Regions from separate parts of the Zea mays genome. Here region 1 is linked to region 2. Evidence: chromatin contacts called from public Hi-C data. All regions are on one chromosome and are shown on one strand. The core of a region is the stretch at or near the end of the contact, and the rest is flanking DNA. Distances in the headings are between cores, read along the strand shown.

What was found. A called contact is a pair of places that touch in the nucleus more often than the background predicts.
Region 1: a Hi-C map of leaf shows a contact between it and region 2, with 5 times the contacts expected there. The contact joins the promoter of LOC100191424 here to the promoter of LOC606415 in region 2. A contact is called at or near these places in 20 of 25 Hi-C or Micro-C datasets (bundle sheath, ear, endosperm and 5 more) and 2 of 3 datasets of contacts at active chromatin or transcription factors (leaf and seedling).

Annotation. Positions count from the first base shown.
Region 1 is chr1:44,132,759-44,138,377 of Zm-B73-REFERENCE-NAM-5.0, reverse strand. LOC100191424 (alpha/beta-Hydrolases superfamily protein) reads right to left here and starts at 2,024. Exons shown (of 6, transcript NM_001136857.1): 1 at 1,348-2,024; 2 at 184-375; 3 at 1-63. The coding sequence starts at 1,765.
Region 2 is chr1:44,001,934-44,007,442 of Zm-B73-REFERENCE-NAM-5.0, reverse strand. LOC606415 reads left to right here and starts at 2,055. Exons shown (of 4, transcript NM_001112290.1): 1 at 2,055-2,221; 2 at 2,691-2,749; 3 at 2,852-3,027. The coding sequence starts at 2,087.

The DNA.
Region 1 (5,619 bases), core at 775-3,274, 130 kb before region 2:
GATCATAGGTCACAAGTCGTACTCCAAATTCTTCTAGAAGAGATGCACTAATTCCAGGAATTCCTGCATGAAAAAGAACAATGTAGATCAAATAGAAAGCATGGAAATGCCAACAGAGTCCGGTAAATGATATAGCCCTCTGATTATACTAACATACTGTACCAACTCAACTAGACTCCCTACCTGTTAGCCTTGATGAAAGAAAAGAATGAGGAGCAATCAGTGAAAATCTTGCTCTGTTAGCTGAGACTCCTTGTTCTTCATAAGCCAGATGTCGTCCATCAGGAAGTTGGATTCTATCAGCACTTGGGGGACAGATGGTAAGTTTCTTTGGAAGCTCTACTGGAGTTTCATTGCCATTCCCAGCACCTAAAACTGCATAGAGAACATTCTCATTAAGCAATTAAAGTGGTGCACTGATCCTTACATGGACAAACTGTAATGTGCATCAACTGACCACAGTGCACTGACAAAATGGATGTCTAATGCATAACTGAGTCAATCAGGTATGAACATTTTGGCACTACTGGATAGATGAAGCATTGTGTTTATAACCGATGGCCATAAATTCATAACATGAGGATATCAAGAATGAAGTCAACTTAAATCCATAATATTATTCGAAAAATATATAAACTGACATGTTGCAGTTCTCAAGTAAGAAGCTTTGGTCCACAATGAACCAAACTGCTCACAAAATGTACGTAAGAAATCAGTGACAGAGTAAATCGGACTAAAAATGAGAACTAGACGGTTACTTAAACCAGACACACTAGACAAACCATCTGTATAAATGTGAATGAAATAGGGTCAAGCAGTCGCCCTTGTCCCATTCCGGGAGAAGGAACTCAAAAGGTAAAACAATTGACTAGTGGCATCCTTGACCATCGCACTGATTCAGTGGATCAAACACAAACCCAGAATACACATAAAGCAGTAGTGTAGTTGTGGGGTTTTTTTTCTTGTCAACACAACATTGCCCAAGCAAACTAGTCATGGATCCGAGGGTCTGAAAATGTATGGCTGCAAATATCACGTTTTTTCAACCAATTCGACAGTGAAACGTACTACAGGCTACTAGATATCTGCTCACAGATGAGAGAGATTACAATCCAAAACTCAAAATAAAACCCTCAACAGAAACTGCGCGCTTATTCCCGATTCTCCACAGTCCGTTAGATCCATCCCCACAAAAGAACAAATACGAGACAAAAACCCATATAGCCTGTTGCGGGACGCCAGAAACCACATTTGCACGCTCCGCTGGAGGCAGAGACGAGTCACGCCAGCGCGGTGTGTAGCGGTGCTGACGCAGAGAAGAGCGGTGGGCGCGAGATCAGCGGTTACCTAGGAGCGTGACGAATGAGACTGCGGCGACGATGAGCCAACACCTCACTGGGTCGCGCTCCTCGGGAAGGTACTCGTTCATGAAGCTGAGGCGCTCCCCCGTGGCCGCCGCCCGCTTCCGCAGCCGCCGCCCGAGCTCGCTGTCCTCGGCGCCGGCGAGGCTCTGCGCGGCGACGTCCCACAGCCCACGGCCCAGCTCCCGCAGCATCTCCGCCGTCGACTCCGCGAACCCCTTCGCCTGCTGCGCCCACCCCTCCTCCGCCCTCACCTCTTCCTCCTCCCCGTACCACCCGGCCCCCGCCGGCGTAACATCCGCCGGCGCCGGCGCGTGCCCCCCGGCGCCGGTGAGGTGAACGTCCGTGTCCCCCACGAGAGTGGCCAGGTCCTCGTGCCACGTCATCGTCGCCGCCGCAGTCATCTTGCCGCCGCGGCGCCGATCGCTTTTCCTCCGCGTGTACGTGCTCCCAGTCCCAAGAGAGAGGTTTGGAAATTGGGAGGCGAAGAAGGGAGGAGTGGAAGACCGGCACTGGGAGTTGGAAACGGAGGCGAAATGGCGAGCTTGAGACGTTTGGCTGACTTGTGGGTCCCGCTACGCTGTGTGCTTAGGGCTGTAGGAGTTTCCGGTGGGTCTCTTCGGTGGTTCCGTGGTTGCTTTCTTCCCCACTAGTGTCCACGGGTCTTGGCCGTAGGAGATGTGAGAGGCAGCACGGCGGCTCGCAACTGCCACTTATAAATGGACGGTCAGATTGACAGAGATGCTCTATGCGTACCACGGCGGAGTAAGTACTTGGGCCTGCAGGAGAAGTGATCACAAAATTTCAAAAGCAGTGGTCCCATTTTGTTCCTGCGTTCACTGACAATAAAACTTAAGAGAGTACCCATGCAAATGTAAGAATCAAACTGTTCACAGATATTTGAAGTTTTGAACGTTGCCCCGCACATTAGTTTAGTTTAGTGCATTGTGTAAACAAAATTCAGAAATGAAATTGATGTCATAGCTATAGGTACTGGTCTATTTTATTCATGGACTTAGGGTGTGTTTGGTTTGGCTTTTGGCTTTGGCTTTTGCCCCCTAAAAGCCAAAAGTCAACCAAAGGGTTGGATCAGGAAGCAGCTTTTTCTAAAAGCCGACTTTCTCGTAGTGCAAAACTGAAAGCACCCCTGTACCTGCTTTTAGTGGCTTTTGGATGGAACTGTGAAAACATATATCGAAGAACTTTTAACGACTTTTAGTGGTTTCCACCAAACGATTTTTAGCTTTTTAACAGCACACAGCCTACAGCAGCTTTTTCCACAGCTCACAGACCACAACAACTTTTTTCACAGCCACAGCCCAACCAAACAGACCCTTAGTCAAAGTTTGAAAAAAAAATACTTATACCAAAACTAAAACTATACACAGTTTAAAACGGACGGGGTATTTAGTAGCAATTGAAGATACATGCAACTATGAATAACATTAAGTGCTGTGGTCTCTTATTTTTAGGATCTTGGCTTTTCATCGGGGCATTTTGCTGTGGAAAATGGCCATAGTTTTTCCCTTTTTTGTGTTTTTGTGTCTGTGTATTACGTTTGTAATGGCTATACATAGTTACATACTACATGTTCTTAAAAGGGGTTTGTGACACTCTTATCATCTAAAACACTTTCAATCACTTTGTGCTTAAACTGAGTATTTTAAACATACAATAGTTTTCAAGTTTGGTGATCTAGTGATTTTAATCAATACTAAATCTGATTAAAAAATATAATTATAGATGCATTGTCGGTTAAAGTGTCCAAAGTTTAACCAAATGTATAGATAAAATATTACTCCCTTTGTCCCAAAATAGTATTCGCTATAGCTCTTGTTTTTATGTTTATATTCTAAATACAACTGTAAAGATGAGCACTCAAATATCAAAGTGGAGACATATAAATTATGTTGAGTAGGGAGCCTCATGTTATAAATCTGCAATTCTACTACCTGCAACATAATAAGCTCTTCATAGGTCCGTCCTACATGGATGAATAGAGTCAAGGATGGAGCCCGAAATAATTTTCACAGGGACTGAACTACAGTGTTACCGATATAAGCCAATTCTATGTTATATGGTGTACATTTTAAATTTAGGAGAGACTTTAGTGGTACTCCATGGGCTCGAGGCGGTAGTGAGGATCGAGCCCCACCCGCCCCGTCACTAGCTCTATTCCTGAATGGAGTAATGATAAAGAATGTTAAAATAGGATATCATGTGACTTAAAAATATTGATTCCTATCTACAATGTCTAAATGATTTGGCAAATATGAAATTTATCTCATAATTTACGTGTTGGGCTGCTCTTAGCCGCTTGCTCAGTGTGTCGAAAGTCGTTGAAAGTTTGAGACCCCTTGTGTTGCTCTAGCATATTTTGGTTGAAAGTTTGGGACGGCGCGCAACCGGACGAGAGAGTGTGGACGCTTGCAACGGCTGGACGTGCTGGCGGAGACCGACCGGCGACCGCCCCTCGCATCGCATCGCATGCCCATCACCCAAGGTCCCGAATCCCCGATACGCCACCTGCCAATTCCACCGGGCCACCACGAGTCCACGCCACGATGAGGCGGCAAAACAGAACGGGTCACAGGCTCACAGCTGCCGCCGCCGTACGGGGATCCGAGCCACCCCACGCGTACCGGTTACGCTTCGGGCAGGTGGGGTGGGCGCCCACGGCCCACCGCACCCCGGGCGGCAGGATCGCGTGCTCCGGTTCGCACAGCGACCTCGCGGGTGGCGTGCCACGCGCCTCTACTATGGCTGGAGCCTGGAGCTCGAGATGGACGGCGCCAGTGCCACGGTGGGGTCTGTGCTATGCTGATGCATGCGGCTCACCTTTTCTGCGTCTTGGGTTTATCCAGCACTGGAGCAAGATCCGTGGTACTGTAGCATCAGTGGTGGTATATATATACATGGCCAATGGGCGCCTGGCACGTGGTGTGTTACCAACGGTTGTGCTGATTGATTTATTGATTGGCCGGCGTAGGTAAACTGTCGGTGATAAACACAATAATCAGTAGTTGCTCATGATTAAGGTGGTGTTTGATTTGCCAAAATGTAACATAAATGGATTACATGGGGTAATGGATACTGACACTTTTGTTTGATTGAGCTCTTTCTAGTAATACTATGTACTACTATTCAATTCAATAATAACTATTAACCATTACCACCGAGTGTGGCTACTGATGGGTAATGGGTACTGATTCCATTATCATTCTCTTAACAACGTTTGAACCAAACAATACCTAGTTTTGGTACAGCAAACCAGTGTGGCTATATACGCTAGAGGAGTTAAAAAAAGATTATGCGCGCATGAACAAGTCAATGAATACTGTATGTGGCATTATACCACTTTCCGATTAAAGAATAAATGTAGTCATAGTCTACGATATTGTACCACTTTTCTTAACCTATCTAATCGAAGACTACATGGATATGTTATGATGGAGATAATAGTTTTTTTTCTCTTTCCACATGAACCATCTTGGCTTCCGTATTTTTGCAAGCACAATAAATTATGTTGTTAAATTTTACTCTCTCTAGTTCAGTTTATAAGGTGTCTCTTGGCATCAGTGGTGGATTCATGAATGGATTAAATAGGACCTAATTTTCTGGTGACAGTGGTGAAGGCACTAAGAGGATTTATTTTTCTCTCTTCTTCTTCTTCCTTTCTTCTACTTTATTCTTCAATGGAGTGTAGGCTTATTTCTCTCTCTTATTTCTTCTCCTTTCTCCTCTATACTACACCTCTCTATGTCTAATGGAGTTTCAACGACGTAGGGGGCTGAACCCCCTATCCACCGTTCGGATCCACGCATGCTTGACATGAGACGACTATCTTACTTACACTTTGACTATTTATTTACTTTATATTATATTATTTATGATTGTAAACTTATAATTATTGGATATTACATTTGATTATAAAATTGATCGTATCAAGTTTGTATTGGAATAGTTAAAACTATTAGCAAATTATAAGGGTCAAAGATTATAAAGTTAGACTAGCAAAATGTCTTACAAAGTGGACCGGTGATATTAACAAATAAAATCCAGAGGAAAGAGCTGATATAATGAAGGGGACAACTGAACCGTGATGAATCATTGCCACGTGCCTCAAGAGAGAATCTGCTGGAGTGCTGGTCCATCAGACATCATCTTATTCGAGCGAAATTCCATGAAAGACACGCGACGTGATTACGATGCAAAGCTGGATTGTGTAGACGATAATTGCCCATGACATTATTTTAAG
Region 2 (5,509 bases), core at 806-3,305:
CAATTGTGAAAGAAATTACTAGACATAAATAATATTACTGCTGAAAATAACAACACACTAAAACCCAGACTGTCACGTTGTCTCACTTCATCGCTATTATCATTGAGCAAACAAATCCACCCATAATAGTGCAATCACACCCAAGTATTTAATACTAGCAGATTGCACAAAATTAAACAGTAAATAAAGTGAGGCAACGAACAACTCACAGCACGTAGATTGTCTACGTGGGAAGACCAGCTCAGCGAACACAAGGTTCTGTCTCAGAAAACCAATTCCGCCGCCCACGTCCGGACCTGCACGGCGGGAGGTTGACGGAGATATTGAAGCCGCTGCCGGAGCCGAAGGAGATGTCCACAGCACCAGCCCGAGAAGAGGAACACCGCGCAGCAGAGAGCCCAAACACCAGGCCACGGTGGACAGAGATCAGAACAGACAGAGCACCAGACAAGCGTACTGATAAATCAACGAACCACAGGAGAACCTCACTGCGCACGAGCAGTGCCACCTCCACCTTCTTCCACCACCAAGATGAACACCAGAACACCAAAAATCGACGGAATCGATCCAAACTGTGACTGGAACCGAGAGGGGAAGAAGAACAGGGAGCTGGCGATTTTTGGCTAGATACCCAGCAGAGAGTAAATCTCCATACTTAAGAAGCCAGGCTCGAGGAGATTGCGCAGGGGGCGCCATGAATCTCGGATGAGCCCTCAACCACCTGCAGAGCACCGCCGTCAGGAAGCAAACTGCTTCCCTTCGCTCGGTCTCCATCTCCCCGTGCTGCTACCCGTGCTTAGCAGCACGTAGGGTTACGATGCTGCTTGCTGGGCTGCTCGGCCAACCGGACTAGTAGTGGCCCAGCTGGCCGGCCTTTTATCTTTTTCTTTTTTTAATAAAGTGAAAAACTTCATTATGGATAGCAGAATTCATATTTGGTGTTTCTCCCTTGATCATGTTAATGAACAACGGCGATTAGAGCAGTGTCAACATCCTAAGCTCATTCGGGTAGGGCGTAAAAAACATACTCTTTCTTTTCCTACCTAAGAATAATTCGCAGGTTCCGGTTCCAATGGGAATTTTTTGTTTCTTTTAGTTTTTCTTTGTCTAGTATTGTTCACTGATTAAAGTTTGATGAGTTTGATATTTTCTACAACATCACAATGGTTAGCGCTAATTCCATTAAAACATTTTTAATAAAAGTAACCCCATATTTTGTCAATGTTCGTCCAACGTTGCATATGAGATGAGATCCAATATTTTGTATGAAGCTAATGAGCTTTGGCATCACGGTTAGCATCATAGCAACAAGGTAGGTAATACTTGCTGATCACATTCAATGTGACTCTTGCATATTGGGTGACATCATATGTCCCGTCTCCCAACATTTATGCTCTGAAGGACAAGTACAAATTATAGCTCCGTTAAGCAAACAACATTATAAAGTGGATGACGGTCGACGGAGTAGTGGAGCACTGTTTCTGTACCATTGGTGGACCCGTAAAAAATGACATACTAGGTTGTAGCAGGATGAGTACACTAGAGGTCAACAATAACCCCTGCCGACTGCTCGGCGAACTGCTGACGGGAAGGGAATATGCCTCTCCAGCGCTCTGCTCGATCGGTCGCTGGAGTGCACAGAGCATCAATCAACTTCTCGCGGCAACCTGACGTGCTCTGCTGCATCACCACCACCAGCCGCCAGGGCGGGATCTCGTGAATGAACAGTAGCGGGTTTCATTTGATTTTGAAAAGGGGGGGGGGGGGGGGGGGCTCTGGGTTCTATTTTGATGGGAGATCGATGGAGACATCAGTAGACGCCAACAAAGTACAGCAGATACACAGACTGACAGACACAAGGGACAACACAGTCCGCAGAAAACCATGAAAAGCTGGGCGATCTGGGCTGCACCCACGGAAACATGCGGAGGCCCAGAAATTCACGCGACGAAGGCAGCGTATCTAGCGGCCCATAACAGCCCAACAAATGCCAAGCCGTCGCTGTCGACTTTACTTCCCCACCCTCAACTCTTCTTTTCCCCTCTCCCTCCCCTCGCCGTCGCTGTCGTCGCCGTCCGTGCTAGCCATGGATCTAGGCGCTCCCGCCCGACGGCGCCTACCGATCCGCCTCTTGCTGGTGTCGCTCACCGTCCTCGTGGTCCTCACCGCGCGCTCCAGTGCCGAAGTCATCACCCTCACCGAAGAGACCTTCTCCGACAAGGTAACCCCCGCCGTGCACTTCTCTTGGTCTCTCTTCTCTCGCCTTACCTTCCTCCAGCCGCGGATACTTGGCACGGCTGTACCTTTTCTGTGTTGCGCTGATGGACGCAAGAATTAGCGGAGGCTACATACTAGACAGATCGCCATGCTTAGTCGTGTTCCAGATTTGGCAGCTGTATACCAATTGTTCAATGGTTTCACTTCGATGACTTCATAGTTGCTAAGTTGCCACTCGCCGTTATTAAACGGATGGATCATAGCTTTTGCAGTCCTGTTACCTGATATAGATAGTCCAGGAGTTCAAATCTATCATTTTAGTTACTACGTTCTCATGAGGATAGGGCTTACATCGTTACAGTCTGCACAATTTGTCGAACAAAAGCCAGAGAGTGCTACTGCGATCCGCTGTATGTTTGTATACTTGTTCCGGTCAATCAAGTTTGATTTTGAGATATTTCTCTCTTGTTTAGATAAAGGAGAAGGACACGGTGTGGTTTGTGCAATTCTGCGTCCCCTGGTGTAAACACTGGTAACGCATGCTTCTCACAGGGGATTAGATGGATGCTGGCTTATCATGTATAGATTTTTCTACTGCCACGAAGTTGATTCGTTAAGTGTATCGCGTCTGCAGCAAGAACCTTGGAACACTATGGGAGGACCTGGGAAAGGTTATGGAAGGTGCGGATGAAATTGAGATTGGGCAAGTTGACTGTGGTGTCAGCAAACCAGTATGCTCAAAGGTCGATATACACTCCTACCCAACATTCAAGGTGTTTTATGAAGGCGAAGAAGTAGTAAAATATAAAGGTATACATTGTTTCACCAGTTCACCATACTTTTTAGGCGAATGTTCCAACTGAAAACCATGTTTGTTCTTCTAGTTTTGGCCCACACCCCCTTATGAGCATCTATGGATTATACTCGGAGTGGGAGTGGGGTCTCAAAGTGTAAAGTAAATTTAATTTAAATTCGAATTTGATATTTAAACCATTTGTATATCAGACAAGTGCTCACTTTTGTGTACAATTTACTTCTAGATCAGTAGGTTGCCTCTTCTTCGAAGATTTTGCTAAATCCATTCACTAATTGTTGGAATGTGAACCCATAACCCTAACAAGGGTTGGGTGGTGTATTAATAGACTTGAGTACTGGGCCAGACCCATTACAGAGGGGCGAGACAGTAATTACATAGGGAAAAACCCCAAACCCTAAACGGCCAAACGGGTATTCTAACACCCCCCCGTAGTCACAACTCTATCCTGTACAGATGTTGAGACTGGAGCGAAAGTCTAAAAATACACTCGACGGTAACCCCTTGGTGAAGATGTCAGCGAATTGCAGTGTGGTGGGGACGCTGAGAACCCGAACGTCACCGGCAGCGACACGCTCGCGGACGAAGTGCAGGTCAATCTCCACGTGCTTCGTGCGCTGATGCTGCACGGGATTGGTGGAGAGGTAGACCGCGCTGACGTTGTCGCAGTAGACGAGGGTGGCGCGCTGAAGGGGACTGTGGAGCTCGTGGAGGAGTTGTCGTAGCCAGGAGGCCTCTGCCACGCCGTTGGCCACGGCGCGGTACTCGGCCTCAGCGTTGGAGCGAGAGACGACGGGCTGCCGTTTGGCGGCCCAAGAGACGAGGTTGGCGCCCAGGAACACGACGTAACCGGAGGTGGACCGGCGTGTGTCGGGACAGCCAGCCCAGTCAGCATCGGTGTAGACCACAAGCTCCGACGTCGGGGATGGTCGGAGTAGGAGGCCGTAGTCGAGGGAGCCGCGGAGGTAGCGCAGAATCCGCTTGAGCGCGGTGAGATGGGGCTCCCGCGGAGTGTGCATATGCAGGCACACTTGCTGGACGGCGTAAGCGATGTCGGGCCTGGAGAAGGTGAGGTACTGGAGCGCGCCGGTCAGGCTCCGGTAGGACGTCGCGTCGGCGACCGGAGGCCCGTCGTCCTCAGAGCTTCGCCTGGGTGTCGACAGGCGTGGAGCAAGGCTTGCAGTCAGACATGCCAGCCCGCTTCAGGATGTCGATGGCGTACTGGCGCTGGTGGAGGAAGAGACCCTGAGGCCGGCGCTCGGCGGTGATGCCGAGGAAGTGGTGTAGGGGCCCTAGGTCCTTCATGGCGAATTCCCGCTGAAGGGCGACGATCGTGCGGTGAAGAAGGTCGGCAGTGGATGCCGTGAGCACAATGTCGTCGACGTAGAGCAGGAGGTAGACGGTGTCGTTGCCGCGCCGGTAGATGAGCAGGGACGTGTCCGACTTGGCCTCGACGAAGCCGATGGAGGCCAGGTAGGAGGCGAAGCGACTGTACCATGCCCGTGGCGCTTGCTTGAGGCCGTACAGGGACCGGTTCAGCCGGCAGACCAGATCCGGACGGTCAGCGTCGACGAAGCCGGTGGGCTGGTTGCAGTAGACAGTCTCCGTCAGAGTGCCATGGAGGAAGGCATTCTTGACGTCGAGCTGGTGGATCGCCCAGTCGCGGGAGAGGGCGAGGGAGAGGACGGCGCGAACAGTGGCGAACTTGACGACGGGGCTGAAGGTCTCGTCGTAATCCACTTCGGGGCGCTGGGTGAAGCCCCGAAGGACCCAACGAGCCTTGTAGCGGTTGAGGGAGCCATCCGAGGTCAGCTTGTGGCGAAATAGCCACTTGCCGGTGACCACGTTGGTGCCTGGTGGACGCTGCACCAGGTCCCAGGTGTGGTTGGCCAAGAGGGCCGCGTACTCCTCCATAGCACGACGCCAATGTGGGTCGGCGAGGGCAGCGCGAACGGAGGAGGGCACAGGGGATGCGTCCGGAGGAGTGCAGGTCGTATCCGCTGCCAGGATCAGCCGGTCGACGGGGCGAAGAACGCCAGCGGCGCGCTGAGTCACCATCGGGTGGACGTGCCCGGGGTCGCGGTGGATGGCGACCGGGTGGTACACTGACGACTCGGAGCGGGCCGCCGGAACGTCGGGAGCGGCGGGTATGGCCGGCTCGCGGCGGTGAAAGACGACGGCGGGGTCGGCAAAGCGGGCCGTGCTCGTCGACGGGCCCGAGTCGGCAGGCGCCGAGGTGGCGGCATGGCTGCGACGGTGGTAGACGAGCGCGGGGTCGGCGAAGCGAGTCGGGGTCGACGAGGCCGCGCGTAGGGCTGGATATCGAGCCAGCTCGGCTCGGCTCGTTCGAGCTCGAGCTGGCTCGGCTCGGCTCGTTAAGGTAGCGAGCCACAGAGTCAGCTCGGCTCGGCTCGTTTACGAGCTCGAGCTGGCTCGTTTAGCTCGCGAGCCAGAGCAGAAAAAAATAATATATGTATA